2 separate regions of the Oryctolagus cuniculus genome follow, and region 2 is linked to region 1. The links are chromatin contacts, called in public Hi-C maps. All regions are on one chromosome and are shown on one strand. The core of a region is the stretch at or near the end of the contact, and the rest is flanking DNA. Distances in the headings are between cores, read along the strand shown. Region 1 has its middle 22 kb from the start of PSMB1. Region 2 has its middle 57 kb from the start of DYNLT2.

The links. Hi-C and Micro-C count contacts between places; a contact is called where the count stands out from the background.
Region 2: a Hi-C map of psoas muscle shows a contact between it and region 1, with 13 times the contacts expected there. The contact joins two enhancer-like sites. A contact is called at or near these places in 3 of 6 Hi-C or Micro-C datasets (ear pinna, psoas muscle and an unstated tissue).

Annotation. Positions count from the first base shown.
Region 1 is chr5:78,665-84,620 of mOryCun1.1, reverse strand. No RefSeq gene overlaps it. Among named protein-coding and RNA genes, the nearest start is that of PSMB1, 22 kb to the right of the region's middle. Within about 2 kb of position 2,135, at least 1 of the 8 cell types and tissues checked has an H3K27ac peak or open chromatin away from gene starts, as enhancers often do.
Region 2 is chr5:528,128-534,653 of mOryCun1.1, reverse strand. No RefSeq gene overlaps it. Among named protein-coding and RNA genes, the nearest start is that of DYNLT2, 57 kb to the left of the region's middle. Within about 2 kb of position 3,958, at least 1 of the 8 cell types and tissues checked has an H3K27ac peak or open chromatin away from gene starts, as enhancers often do.

The DNA.
Region 1 (5,956 bases), core at 886-3,385:
TCAGGACTCAGAAGGTGCCTGAGCAGAAAGGATAAACGCAGCACAGTGGGTGTCTGTATAAAACATCCCAGTTCCTCCCCTAAATACACAAAGAAGCAAATTCTGATGTCTAAAAAACCATACTTGGGTAACCCAGGCTCTCCTAATCTGGCAATGTGGGCTGTGATTTCTCTTAGTACTAGGTTGTTGGTGTTGCCCCATGAATCGGATCTCCCTGGCTCTCCTGGCTCTCTGCTCCTCCTTGTGGCCACACCTTCCCTCCAGAAGCACTGATCTCTGATGGGCGGCTGCACACAGCTTTCAAGCAAAGTTTTCTGCGAGAAATATAAGGAAACCACAAATTTCCTGGGAAATTTTCATGAGCCCAAAACCCATGCACAAGAAGGCTGGCAGGTTCCCTGGGGGTCTTGCCTAATGCTGAGAATTTTTGAGAGAATTTGCAGGTGGCATCTCCCAGGAAACCCTAAGAAAAGGGCTGGTGTAGTCTACAGGACCAAAGCTGAGGTTCTCAGGATTTTTTTTTTTTTTTTTTTTAAGATTTATTTATTTGAAAGTCAGAGTTACACAGAGAGAAGATGCAGAGAGAGAGGTCTTCCATCCGCTGGTTACTCCCCATTTGGCCACAACAGCCGGAGCTATGCCAATCTGAAGCCAGGAGCTTCCTCTAGGTCTCCCATGTGTGTGCAGGGGTCCAAGGACTTGGGCCATTTTCCACTACTTTCCCAGGCCATAGCAGAGAGCTGGATTGGAACTGGAGCAGCTGGGTCTTGAACTGGTGCCCATATGGGATGGCGGCACTGCAGGCGGTAGCTGTATCTGCTATGCCACAATGCCGGCCTCTCTCAGGATTTTAAAGAAGAAAACGTGAAACCATCCCAGAGGAAGCAGCAGCCTCCCCAATTTTACCGCCCAGGCAGGGCTCCCAAAAATCAGCTGTGAAAAGCAGACAGACCTGTGCACAGGAGGAGTAAGAATGCAGAATAGAAAAGGGGGAGAAAAGATACAGCTTTTGAAATAAACAGTGTTTAAAAAGAAAAACAAAATTAAATAGGGACCCATAAACAAGTCTGCTACACATATTAACATTTCAAGGATAGCCCTGAGTTCAAGTAGTTGCCCAGACCCTACATTACAGCATGTTTTAACCTCTGTTTTAGGAAAGAGTATCATTATAGTTACACTTCCCTTTCTCACCCACTGTGACAAGGCTGTCTTGGACTTGATTTCTCTCTGAGCAAAAAAGAAACAAAGCAAAATAACCTGCAGCCTGCAGGCAAGTGCCACACCAACGCCAGCCCCAGGAGGTGAAAGGCTCTTTCTTATGGTGTGATTGGGAACCCAGAACTCCCATAGGCAGAGATCTTGCTTCACGGCTTTGTGGGTATTTTCTACTGCTGCCACCTCTGCCAAATCTTCAGCTAAGACCCTCAGTGGCATACATGGATTCCGCTCCTTGGTGCATCATGACAAGGTCCAACTGAAATTTACTGATGAACAGGAGCAAAAAGGACCAGATAGCACAAAACAAAGAAACCCAGAGAGAGAGGAGGAGAATAAAACACATATACACACATTTTCTTTAAAAAAATTTTTTTAAATTCATATGAAAGGCAGAGTGACAGAGAGTGGGAGACAGAGAGAGAGGTCTTCCATCTGCTGGATCTCTCCCCAAATGGCCACAACAGCTGAGGCTGGGTCAGGCTGAAGCCAGGAGCCTAGAACTGCATCCAGGTCTCCCACGTCGGGGCAAGAACCCAAGCACTAGGGCCATCTTCTGCTTTCCCCGGCGTATTAGCTGGGAGTGCCACCACTGAGATACTGAGTCTTGATCTTAGCTCTGCCACCCATCACCTGCCTGGACAAACCACTTGAACATTCTCTCCCTTTCTCCTTAGTCTCCCTGTTTACAAGTCTATGGCTCCAGAAGAAATCCGTTATCCGATTCTGGTCTCCCTGAATTGTAGCCAGTCCCTTCTCCTTCCTCACTCCAGTACACCCCAGGACAGACCACTGCCAGTTCTGCCCTCCCCACTTCACTACAGGATGCGCTGATATTTAGAACATCAACAGGCTGTCCTTACTTCCAGGTTACAGGACAGGATTTATGACCAGGCTCCAGGTTCCTTTGCCGGAGCACAGCCAAATCTGAGCACTGACAAAACTTGGGCAACTAACTGGTCCTCACTGAGGCCGAGGCCAGGCTGGATGTGTCAACACTGCCATCTGGTGGTCTCTAGGAAAGGGACATGGGGCCCTGATGCTCAGGGAAGAAAAGGTCTCCCTGCCTTCTGAGAGTCTGCCAACTCCTGAGCACAGTCAGTGCAGAGATCAGGCCGTTGGCCTGCTTGTGGACAAATTAGAGGACCACACTTTAGAAAAAGTCAGCCCCGCGGCACAGTAGGTTAATCCTCCACCTGCAGTGCCGGCATCCCATATGGGCGCTGGTCCTAATCCCAGCTGCTCCTCTTCCAATCCAGCTCTCTGCTATGGCCTGGGAAAGCAGTGGAAGATGGCCCAAGTCCTTGGACCCCTGCACCCATGTGGGAGACCAGGAAGAAGCACCTGGCTCTTGGCTTCAGATTGGCGCAGCTCCAGCCACTATGGCCACTTGGGGAGTGAACCAACAGATGGAAGACTCTGTCTCTCCCTCTCACTGTCTGTAACTCTACCTCTCAAATAAATAAAATCTTAAAAAAAAAAAAAAAGAAGAAGAAGAAGAAAAAGTCAGCCTACAGGGGTAGGTTCTGGCACAGTGGTCAAGTCACATCCCACATGGAAACAACCCCGGTCTGCCTCCTGTCTACAGCAGTTCTGATCCAGCTCCCGACTAAGCTCACCCTTGGGGGCAGCAGTGACTCAAGTATTTGGGCCCTGTGACCCAAAAGGGGTACCAGTTCTAAGCTCCTGGCTTCAGCATGGCCCAGCCTGGTATCCCTGGAAGTTCTGGGGATTTGGGGAGTAAAACAGAAAACAAAAGATCTCTCTGCCTCTGCCTTTCAAATAAAAATGAGTACGTATTCTAAAAGCCCATGAATATCAACGACAATATTCTATCGTAGAAGAACTGTCTTTCAAAGGGTACACAAGCAGCAAAGCAGCCACTCATCCCAACGTACAGCCAAGGCATGGAAGCTCCTCCAGAGCAGAGGGGGCAGTAAACGGTCACCATTTTGAAATGCACACATAGATCCTGTGAACCCTCCCTGTTCAAGAGCAAAGCCAGGCACAGGATGCCAACAGACAAACCAATAGTGACCCTGAGGGCAAAACAGAGCTCAAACACCCTTTGTCCTGTGGAGTAGAACTCACAGTGAGTGCCTGCACACACCCTTTTGTCCAAACTGCCTGTGGACACCGTTGCCTTGCCCCACAGAACTGACAACTTAAAAACAAGGAGTTTGAAGTCCCTTTGCACCAGCAGACCCAAGCCAGGGGTCTGAGCTGCTTGCAGACACCATGCATCCTTTAAACATATCTGTGCCTCTAAGAAGGCTTTGAGTACCTCCAGCCACCCAAATTTTGCATAACAGAGATGGGTCAGCATGACGGTGCAGCAGGCTAAACTGCCACTCAGGACATCTGCGTCCCATATCGGAGCGCCCGCTTGAGGCCCCGCTCCTCTGCCTCCCTTCCACCTTCCTGCTAACGCACCTGGGAAGGCAATGGATGATGGCTCAAGCACTTTGGCCCCTGCCACTCACGTGGGAGACCTGGCTGGCGTTCCTGGCTTCTGGGTTCAACCTGACTCAGCCCTGGCTGTTGTGGGCATTTGGGGAATGAACCAGCAGATGGAAAATCCCATACCCTGCCCCGTCCTGTCATTCTTTGAAACAAACAAAAAAAAGTAGCAAAGAATTGCACTAATATTGAACTTAAACCCCAAGTTCATAGACGCTCAGAAGAAATAAACGGAATGTTTGTGTTGGGAGAACCTCAAAGACAGTAAACAATTTTCTGGACTTTCAGGAGTTAAAGTGAAGGGGGCATTACATGAAGTCAAACAGGTTTAGCACAATCTCTGAGGTGAGGATGGGGGAACCAGCTCACAGCTAGTAAGGGAAGCGTCTAGGAGGCGGGAGGGTGGCCCACGAGAGGGGCTGAAGAGCAAGAAGCTAGAGAACTTTATGCAGTAATGAAAACCACGGACAGGCACTGGACGAGTGGCTGGTGCCAAGCCAAGGGGCAGCAGCAGCTGCCTCGCCTTCGGCCCAGGCACAGGCGGGGCACGGTGGGGGTCTGTGCTGGCTCATCGGCTGGTGTGGACCTCCCAGGGCTCCCAGCTCCTTCAGCCCTCACCAGGCTCTTCTTCAGTTTATCCCCAGCTCCTGCGCCAGGTGCACGTTTGGCCTACAACACAGAAGGCCGGCACTGACTAATGAAGTGGGAAGTCTGAGGCAGTGAGGCTGGCACAGGTGTCCCAGGTCACAGTCCACTCTGTCCTTGAGTTCAGCACTCCATACCACATCTCAGCCCCACCCACCCCACCCCACCCCACAGGCCTCCCCTTAACAGCCTGTGCTGTGGATTTCAACCTCTAGCATCAAACACAGAAACAGCTTCACAGAGACCATTTAACCAGCTCTTAACCAGTATGTGAGGTCAAACTCTAATAGAAATCACTTTCATGTCCCAGGGGTTGATTCTGATCAAATCTGTCCAGTGAGGAGCTGAAGGAGTTCTAGAATTGGAAACACCTACTTCCATGTCCTAGCTCAGATACTGGTCTGGGGTGGGCCTGGGAGTTCATTTTGAGTGAAAGTTATGTAATTCTGATGTAAGATAATTGCCAGCCACAATTTGAAAATCACATCTCTACAGTCAGAAAACTCATTCATGGCCGGCACCGCAGCTCAATAGGCTAATCCTCTACCTAGCGATGCCGGCACACTGGGTTCTAGTCCTGGTCGGGGCGCCGGATTCTGTTCCGGTTGCCCCTCTTCCAGGCCAGCTCTCTGCTGTGGCCAGGGAGGGCAGTGGAGGATGGCCCAAGTGCTTGGGCCCTGCACCCCATGGGAGACCAGAAGCACCTGGCTCCTGGCTTCGGATCAGCGTGGTGCGCTGGCCGCAGCGTGCTGGCCGCGGCGGCCATTGGAGGGTGAACCAACGGCAAAGGAAGACCTTTCTCTCTCTCTCTCTCACTATCCACTCTGCCTGTCAAAAAAATAAATAAATAAAATAAAATAAAATTCATTCATGACCAAGTGTTCTTGGGCCATGAGGGGTTCAACCGGAAAACAGGTGCAGAAAAGCAGATGAAGGAAATCTATCAGGGTAATAGAAGACACATCTGGGTAATAAAGACCATTTTCCTACCAACTTGTCTGTACTCCCGGATTGGTCTCTAAAGCAGGAACTGTGTTGCCTGTTGAAATACAGGTGCAAGAGCGGCACCTGCTGGTCACTGGCTCCACTTGCAGCTCACTTCCCAAGACTTCTACCTGTATCCAAATTCCATGTTGTAAAGAAGTGCTAGGAGTAAGCAGTCTTCCCTCAATAGTTCTGAACAGATCTTCTCAATGCCTTTCATTCTGTGTGGAAGGCAGGAATGGCAAACTGACTGTGAAGCAGTCAGAACACGCAGTTGTACAAGCAAACTGTACTTCTCGTCTTTATGAAAGGTTCTTTTTCCAGGGGCCCGCGCTGTGGCATCCCATATGGGCGGCATCCCCTGTGGGCGCTGGTTCAAGACCTGGCTGTTCCACTTCCAATCCAGCTCTCCGCTGTGGCCTGGAAAGCAGATGGTCCAAGTCCTGGGCCCCTGCACCCACGTTGGAGACCCAGAAGAGGCTCCTAGCTCCTGGCTTCAGATTGGTGCAGCTCTAGCCATTGCGGCCATCTGGTGAGTGAACCAGCAGATGGAAGACCTCTCTCTTTCTGCCTCTCCCTCTGTGTGTAATTCAACCAAATAAATAAAATCTTTTTTTTCCAAAAGTTCCTTTTTTAGAGCAAGAGAACT
Region 2 (6,526 bases), core at 2,709-5,208, 450 kb before region 1:
GACATAGCTCAGCCCCCAGCAGGGACGAGTGAGGGCCTGGGGTGGCATCTGGCACTGGGCCCCGCATGACACCGCCGGGTGCGGCCTTTCTTGGTGTGGGCTCTGAGCTGGGAGAGCTGTGTCCCGGTGAGAATTTGTCTCACCATGCTGGGCCAGGGCCTCGGGGGACCCTTCCCTGCTGTGGCTTCGTGCTAGGGCAGTAAGCAGGCCCACAAGAGCCGCCCTGCTAGTGTGTGCTGCTCTGTCCCTCGACGAGGGCGAGCTCCCTCACCTTTGCTTGCTGTCTGTTCCCAGGTGAGCAGCCGACTTCCGAGGGACACTGCCATTGCCTTCCCCTGACGGCCACATCTTGGGGGCTGCAGCCCTTTGTTTCCCCCAAATGAGGTTGTGTCTGCTCGCCTCACAGGTGACGGCATGTATGGTTTAGGGCCAAGCATCTGAAGGAAGCTGCCATGGCTCGGCTTGTCGGAGGAGTCACCATTTCTGCTCTTGGTTGATCCATGGTGTCACGCTGCTGGGGGATTTGGAGAACTGACAGGTGACAGGGCCGCCTCAGATGCCCCTGCGTGCCTTCTGTTCTCTCTCCCCACTGGCCAAATATCTTTTATAGACTGAAATTATTGCAAGAAGGGAAAAGTTGAAGATTAGCTAATTTTGTTCTCCATCAAAGGCAACAATGAAAGTAATTGGGAGTGGGTGTTTGGTTAGTGGGTGGGACGCCTGCACCCCACATAGGACTGCCTGGGCTGGAACCCCAGCTCTGGCTCCTACTCCTGCTTCCCGCTAATGCAGACTCTGGGGGCCAGTAGTGATGGCCCAAGTGATTTGGTCCATGCCACCACATGGGGGACCTGCATTGAGTTTCCAGCCCCTGGCTCCAGCCCTGGTCATTGCGATCCTTTGGGGAGTGAATCAGTGGAAGGGCGTGCTTTCTCTTCCTCTCCTTCTCTTAAAAAATGCAGCAACAGCAGACCTGTGCACACTGAAAGTGTCGTCCCCTGCTCCCTGGGGAAGTAAACTACTGCTTCCTGTAGCAGCTGTGCTGCTCCTCTGGGTGCACAGAATTCAGCTGCAGGAGGAGACGTTTGCCCTTGCGCCTTGTTTCATGCGGCAGAGGAAGGAGCATTCTGAGCGGAGCCGGGGAGGCCTCGCCTGGTGTTGCTGATCAGCTCTGCAGCCTGCCCGGTCGCCGCCCCTCACTGAACAGTCAGCTTTGTGGGCTCCTGGCTGCCCACACAGGGCGTCCAGAGTGGCCCTCGGGGAGCATCAGGTACCCGTTCCCTCCCAGCCTGCCGCCTGCCTCTGTTACCAGACGTGTGGTGACAGCAGCAGTTTTGATGCGGATTAATCAAGTTTACGGTGCCGTGGTCCGGGCAGATGCATTCGCCCCTGTGCAGCTCTCCACCCCCTTCTCCCCCTGCAGGAGGCTGGAGACTGATGGGCACGCGCACAACCGGGAGAGCCCTTTGGGGCTGCGGCCCTGTCGTTTTGCCTCTGCATCCATCTTCCCTCTATTCCTGAATGCATAGCCTGTCTTGTTACAGCTGTGCGTTCTTTCCCCCAGCTTTCATTTTGGAAAATCTCAAAGCTGCAGCAGTGTCTCACAGCTGGTACAGTGCATTCCCACGTGACCCTCGATAGTTGCTGGCATCTTGCCACACACATTCACCTCTTTGTAGGTGTAGCATTCTCGTGGCTGAAGCAGCCACTGATTCTCACTCCACTACACTGCATTGTCGAATGGGGCGGAGAGATGCCCTACAGCAGCCACTCGGGAGGGTGGATGGTGACAGAACACCGTCCAACACGCAGGGAAGACGACAGAACACTTGCCTGCACGGTAATGGCAGTAGAATACCACTGCCTCGTACCGCGTTGAGGTTTTTTCCAGTGGGGTGATGTCCCTACACCTCCCTCCCTTCACGGAGCTTACTGCTTGTTTTGGTCACTACACTGACTTTTTTACTTAGAATGGTTAGTTCCCTGGCTCTAGGTTCTTTCCCTCTGTGTCATGGACATTTTTGAGAGTCAAGTTTTGTTTACCTGGTGTCCGTCATTGGGATTCACTCGCTTGTTCCCTTATGTTTGACACTTAAAGGTACACTACATACATGACACTACATGTTTCCGTTCACATCAGGACACACCATCCACATGCACAGTGCCGTGTCCTCCGTGCACCATGGCAAGAAGCACATGGTGTGTATGCGCCCCTGGCATCATTGTCACGTGGCGCTCCATCCATCCGGTAGGGAGTTGAGGCCGATTTCTTCACTTCCGGAGTCACTAGGATGGGGTTGACACCTGAGCCCACGCGAGCACCCTTCTCCATTAGCCTTTCGGCATCTAATGGTAATTCCTGCCTGAACCTGTTTTCTTGGCTGTTAAATGATTTCCTGAATTTCTCCAGAAAAGGGGCATTCTTTTGTTTCAGGCCGTAGAGGTGAGGTCAGGGGTCATAAGTCTAGGAGCACCTGGAGCCCCGTAGCATGCTTCCTGCTGGCCACTGGCAGAAGGGAAGTCAGTTTGTGGTCCACATCCAAGCTCATTTCCATTTATTTATTTGAAAGTCATAGTTACACAGAGAAGGAGAGGCAGAGAGAGAGAGAGCGAGAGCGCAAGCGAGCTTCCTTCTGCTGGTTCACTCCCCAATTAGCCACAACAGCCACGGCTTCGCCAGTCCGGAGCCAGGAGCTCCTTCCAGGTCTCCCATGTGGGTGCAGGGGCCCAAGGACTTGGGCCATCTTCCACTGCTTTCCCAGGCCATAGCAGAGACCTGGATCTGAAGTAGAGCAGCCGGGTCTCGAACCGGTGCCCATATGGGTTTCTGGCACTGCAGGCAGCAGCTTTACCTGCTACACCACAGCGCCGGCCTCCCAAGCTCATTTCATCCTAGCAGCTGTTTGCTGAGTACCACGGGCAAGCCCCGGGCCTGCCTGCCAAGTGTGCAGACAAAATGAGGCCTTCCCAGCCTTCCAGCAAAGCGGGCGTGCAGCCCTGCTGCCAGGTGACGCGGGGCGGCATCTGTCAGTCCTGCGAGGGTGACAGTAACACAGAGAAGAGTAAGACACAAGCACAGGGTCTGCTGTCCTCAACTGATTCTGAAAGGAAAGCCCAGCCAAGCTAAGGTCATCCAGAGTCTCCTGCGCACGCCGGGCTGTGCTGAGCACGCCTTGGTGCTCCCTGATCCACAGCCTCCTCACGTCTCCCCGGCAGAGTGGACAGAGCCGCGAGGCCCCATCAACTCCTCCAGACACCTGCTCACGTGAGCACCAGGGAGAGGTGAGCTGGTGGTGCTGAGGTTTGGAGAAGCAGGGACAGTGAGGGCTGGGAGATGAGGAAGACGCGGGCGGGGTGGGCCATTTGTGGAGACGAGCGTGAGGCGCTGGGTGAGGCAGAGCTGCTGAGCTGTGCACGGCCTCCGCTTTCCCCCCCAGCGTCTGCCAGCGTTGCCTGGAGCCCAGGTGAAGTGAGTCCGTCAGCCAGCACTTGCACCTGAAGCGCGAGCCCAACGGCCATCCAGAAACCTGGTGCAGCCGGGAGGAGGAAGATGGGGTTTGGGGCCGCAGACGGAGACTGGCTCCACCACGCACCTGCTTCGTGGCAGCTTAGGTAACTCCTGGCAACTTGGTTTCCTGGGCAGCGAAGTGCAGAGGTCTGGGAATGCCAAGGCTGGTTCCTGGCCTGAGGCATCAGTGAACACCAGCACTTCCTGGGTGGGCCTGGGAGCTCCCTGCTCAAGGTTCCCTGTGTGTAGGTTCACAGAACGCAAGCAGCCACCTTGTTCATTTCCCCCGCCTGCTCGCTCTTTCCGCTGCTGTGCCAGTTTGGGTGAGCGAGCTGCTGGAGACACACCTGCCTGGCCCCTCTCCCTCGGGTTCCAGCTGTGTGTTGCGTTGCATTGCTTCTGGCGCGACGGGGGGTGGCGCTGTTTGCTAAGGCAACACCACGGTTGTGAGAGGAAGTGGGAGACTCCTAAAGGGCCATCAGTTCAGGTCAAATGGTCCTCGCTTTTCCCTTTGGCTGTAGCAGGTGGAGTGCTTCAGCGTCACCAGATGGCGAAAGTGAGCAAGGAGCCTGGGACCCTGACCTGATAATGAGATTTCCATTCGTGTGTGGTTGATGGAAGACCCGCGCAAACGTCCTCTAAATAACCTGTGCGTCTCGGCCAGTGAGGACTGGGTCTGGGGATGGCTGTAGGGGACGCTGCCTGCCCGGGGTGACAGCAGTCCCCGGAGAGTGGAGGAGGCGCCCGGGTCATTAATCAGGGCTACGTCCTCTGCGAGAATCATCTGTGGCTCAGGGACACCTTGCACAGGGGCTGCTCTTTGTTTAAAGAAGCGGGCTGAGCTCCCGCAGAGCCGTGTGCAGGGTGCAGATGTGCTGTGGAAATCGTCTTTAACGACCCGTCTATGGGGCGCAGTCTGAATTCGCACCTTGGTGTCACCGTAAATCTGTCCACACTGCTGCAGAGAAACGGAGCATGGCCTTCCAGGGCAAAGCCTGGGCCCATTTGTGCATGGCTTTGACAGGCTGTCAAGGGAAATTCTTTACCCTGGGCAAAAGGGAGTGGCTGTGGTGTGGTTTATAGCCACACCAAGTAATTTTAGTAGAACGAGTGACTCGCTGTTTCACGGTGTCTGAGTGTTACAGGGGACCTCTGGTGTCTCTTGGGCCTCAGATAAAGAGGAATCCACGTGAATTAATTCGAGACTATTTCGCTCTAGGATCAAATTTTAAGTTTTTCTAACAACAGCAACAACAAAAGACCCAGGACCCCAGGATGAACGCAGGAAGTTCCTCTGACACATCATTTAATCACTCTAAAAGCATTCTGTTAGCTTCAAAAATGCCAGCCCTGAAACGAGGCCCTGAGCCAGTGCTTGCAGTCTGTGCAGCCGGCGGCCACAGGCCCGTCATTATCAACATCAGAGCCGCCCTTCTGAGCAGCTCATTACCTCAAAGCACTCTGCCGTCATTAACCGTCCACGTCTGTGGACACCCCAGAGGCAGGCAGTATCATTAGCTGCGTTCGGGGGCCCCGGAGACGCCGGGGCCGCTTGCCCGTCCTTGCTGCATAGCTCCTTCTCCAGGCGCGGCCATTTGCTCTGAACCTCACAGTGATCCCACCCGGGGACGCGCGCCAGGCTGGTTATTCTGAGGATTCGTCCTGGGGGGCCTGGGGAGGAGGATGTGTGGGTCCCGTTGCATAGATGCAGACACAAGAGGCACGGAGAAGGGCCAGCTCGTGTCACTTGCACGCTGGTCCCCAGGCTGTGGGGCTGTTGGTGCTGCTGTCCACGGTGAGGCCAGGAGGTCTGGTCAGTGGGCAGAGGCTCCCTGCCTTCCAGCCCGCGCAAGCCTGCTCTACCTCACTAAGGAGCCTGCAAAGTGGACTGCAGCCTCCTGTTACACAGTGCGGCAGAATTCGCTCACCGGCTCCAGGCCTGACGGCATCCACACTGTGAGACGCCCTTTGCTCCACCTGGTCAAGTGTGACAGGAGCCTCTCCTCTGGTTGGGCTGTCCTGGGGTGGCCAGGTCTTGGTGTGGACCCAGCGTCTGTATCTCCAGGTCTTGTTTCTGATCTTTGCTTTGTGACGATTCCAGTTTCTCTGGTCTGCATGAAAGTGACACAATAAATAGAACAAATAATCTGCAAACAGGTGCTTATGGAGCCGCCACTCCACGCAAGACGTTCTACTAGGGAGGTGGCCCCGGGCCTCATGGGCTCATTTGAGAAGGGAGCCCAGACCCTCAGAGACAGCCACTGGGGCCCAGCAGTCACCACGGAGGGGCCCCGAGGGGCAGCAGGGCAATGCAGAAGCATACGAGAGAGCAGGTAGTCATGCCTGGGTCTGGGCAGGAGAGAGAGCCGGGCTCCGCACTCCACCAGGGAGCCGTCACCCTCTGTCCCTGTGTCCTGCTCACACACACCACGGCCGGAGTCGCTGGGTGAGGCTGGGGCCGCTGCAGCTGGAGAAGAGACCAGGGCAGGAAAAACCAAGCCGCGGTGCGTGTGGGAGGCCCGCATGGCGTCCTGATAGTACAAGGGGTGAGGGGAACACGAGGGGAGGAGGCCTGGGAGAGGCCCAGGCCCTGGGGACAGCGAGCCCAGGCCCAGCAGGCCAGAGGGTCCCTGGGGCTCGAGGGAGATGGGCGGCAGTGCCACGGGCTCAGCCTCCATCTGGAGGGACTTGGCAGTGAAAGGCAAGGGCACCTGTGACAACACTGACACAAAGTGGCTTTATTAAGGTCAAGGAAGGCAGAGAAGGGACCTGGAGGAGGAGGAGGAGGCGATGAACGGGGCATGTGGGATGTCCAGGCCGCTGGAGAGAAGTGGGAGGGGGAATGGGCAGGGACCAGAGAATTCCCAGGAAAAGAGAGAGGAGCCAAGCTGATGGGCTTAGAAAGCCGAGAGTTTTGGGGGAGACGCTCAGGGTTGGGGGCGGAGGGCTTGGAGGATGCCAGGGGTCTCCAAGGTACGGGGGCAGGCCCCTCTCTTTCCTTTTGCGAAGGAGTCTGTT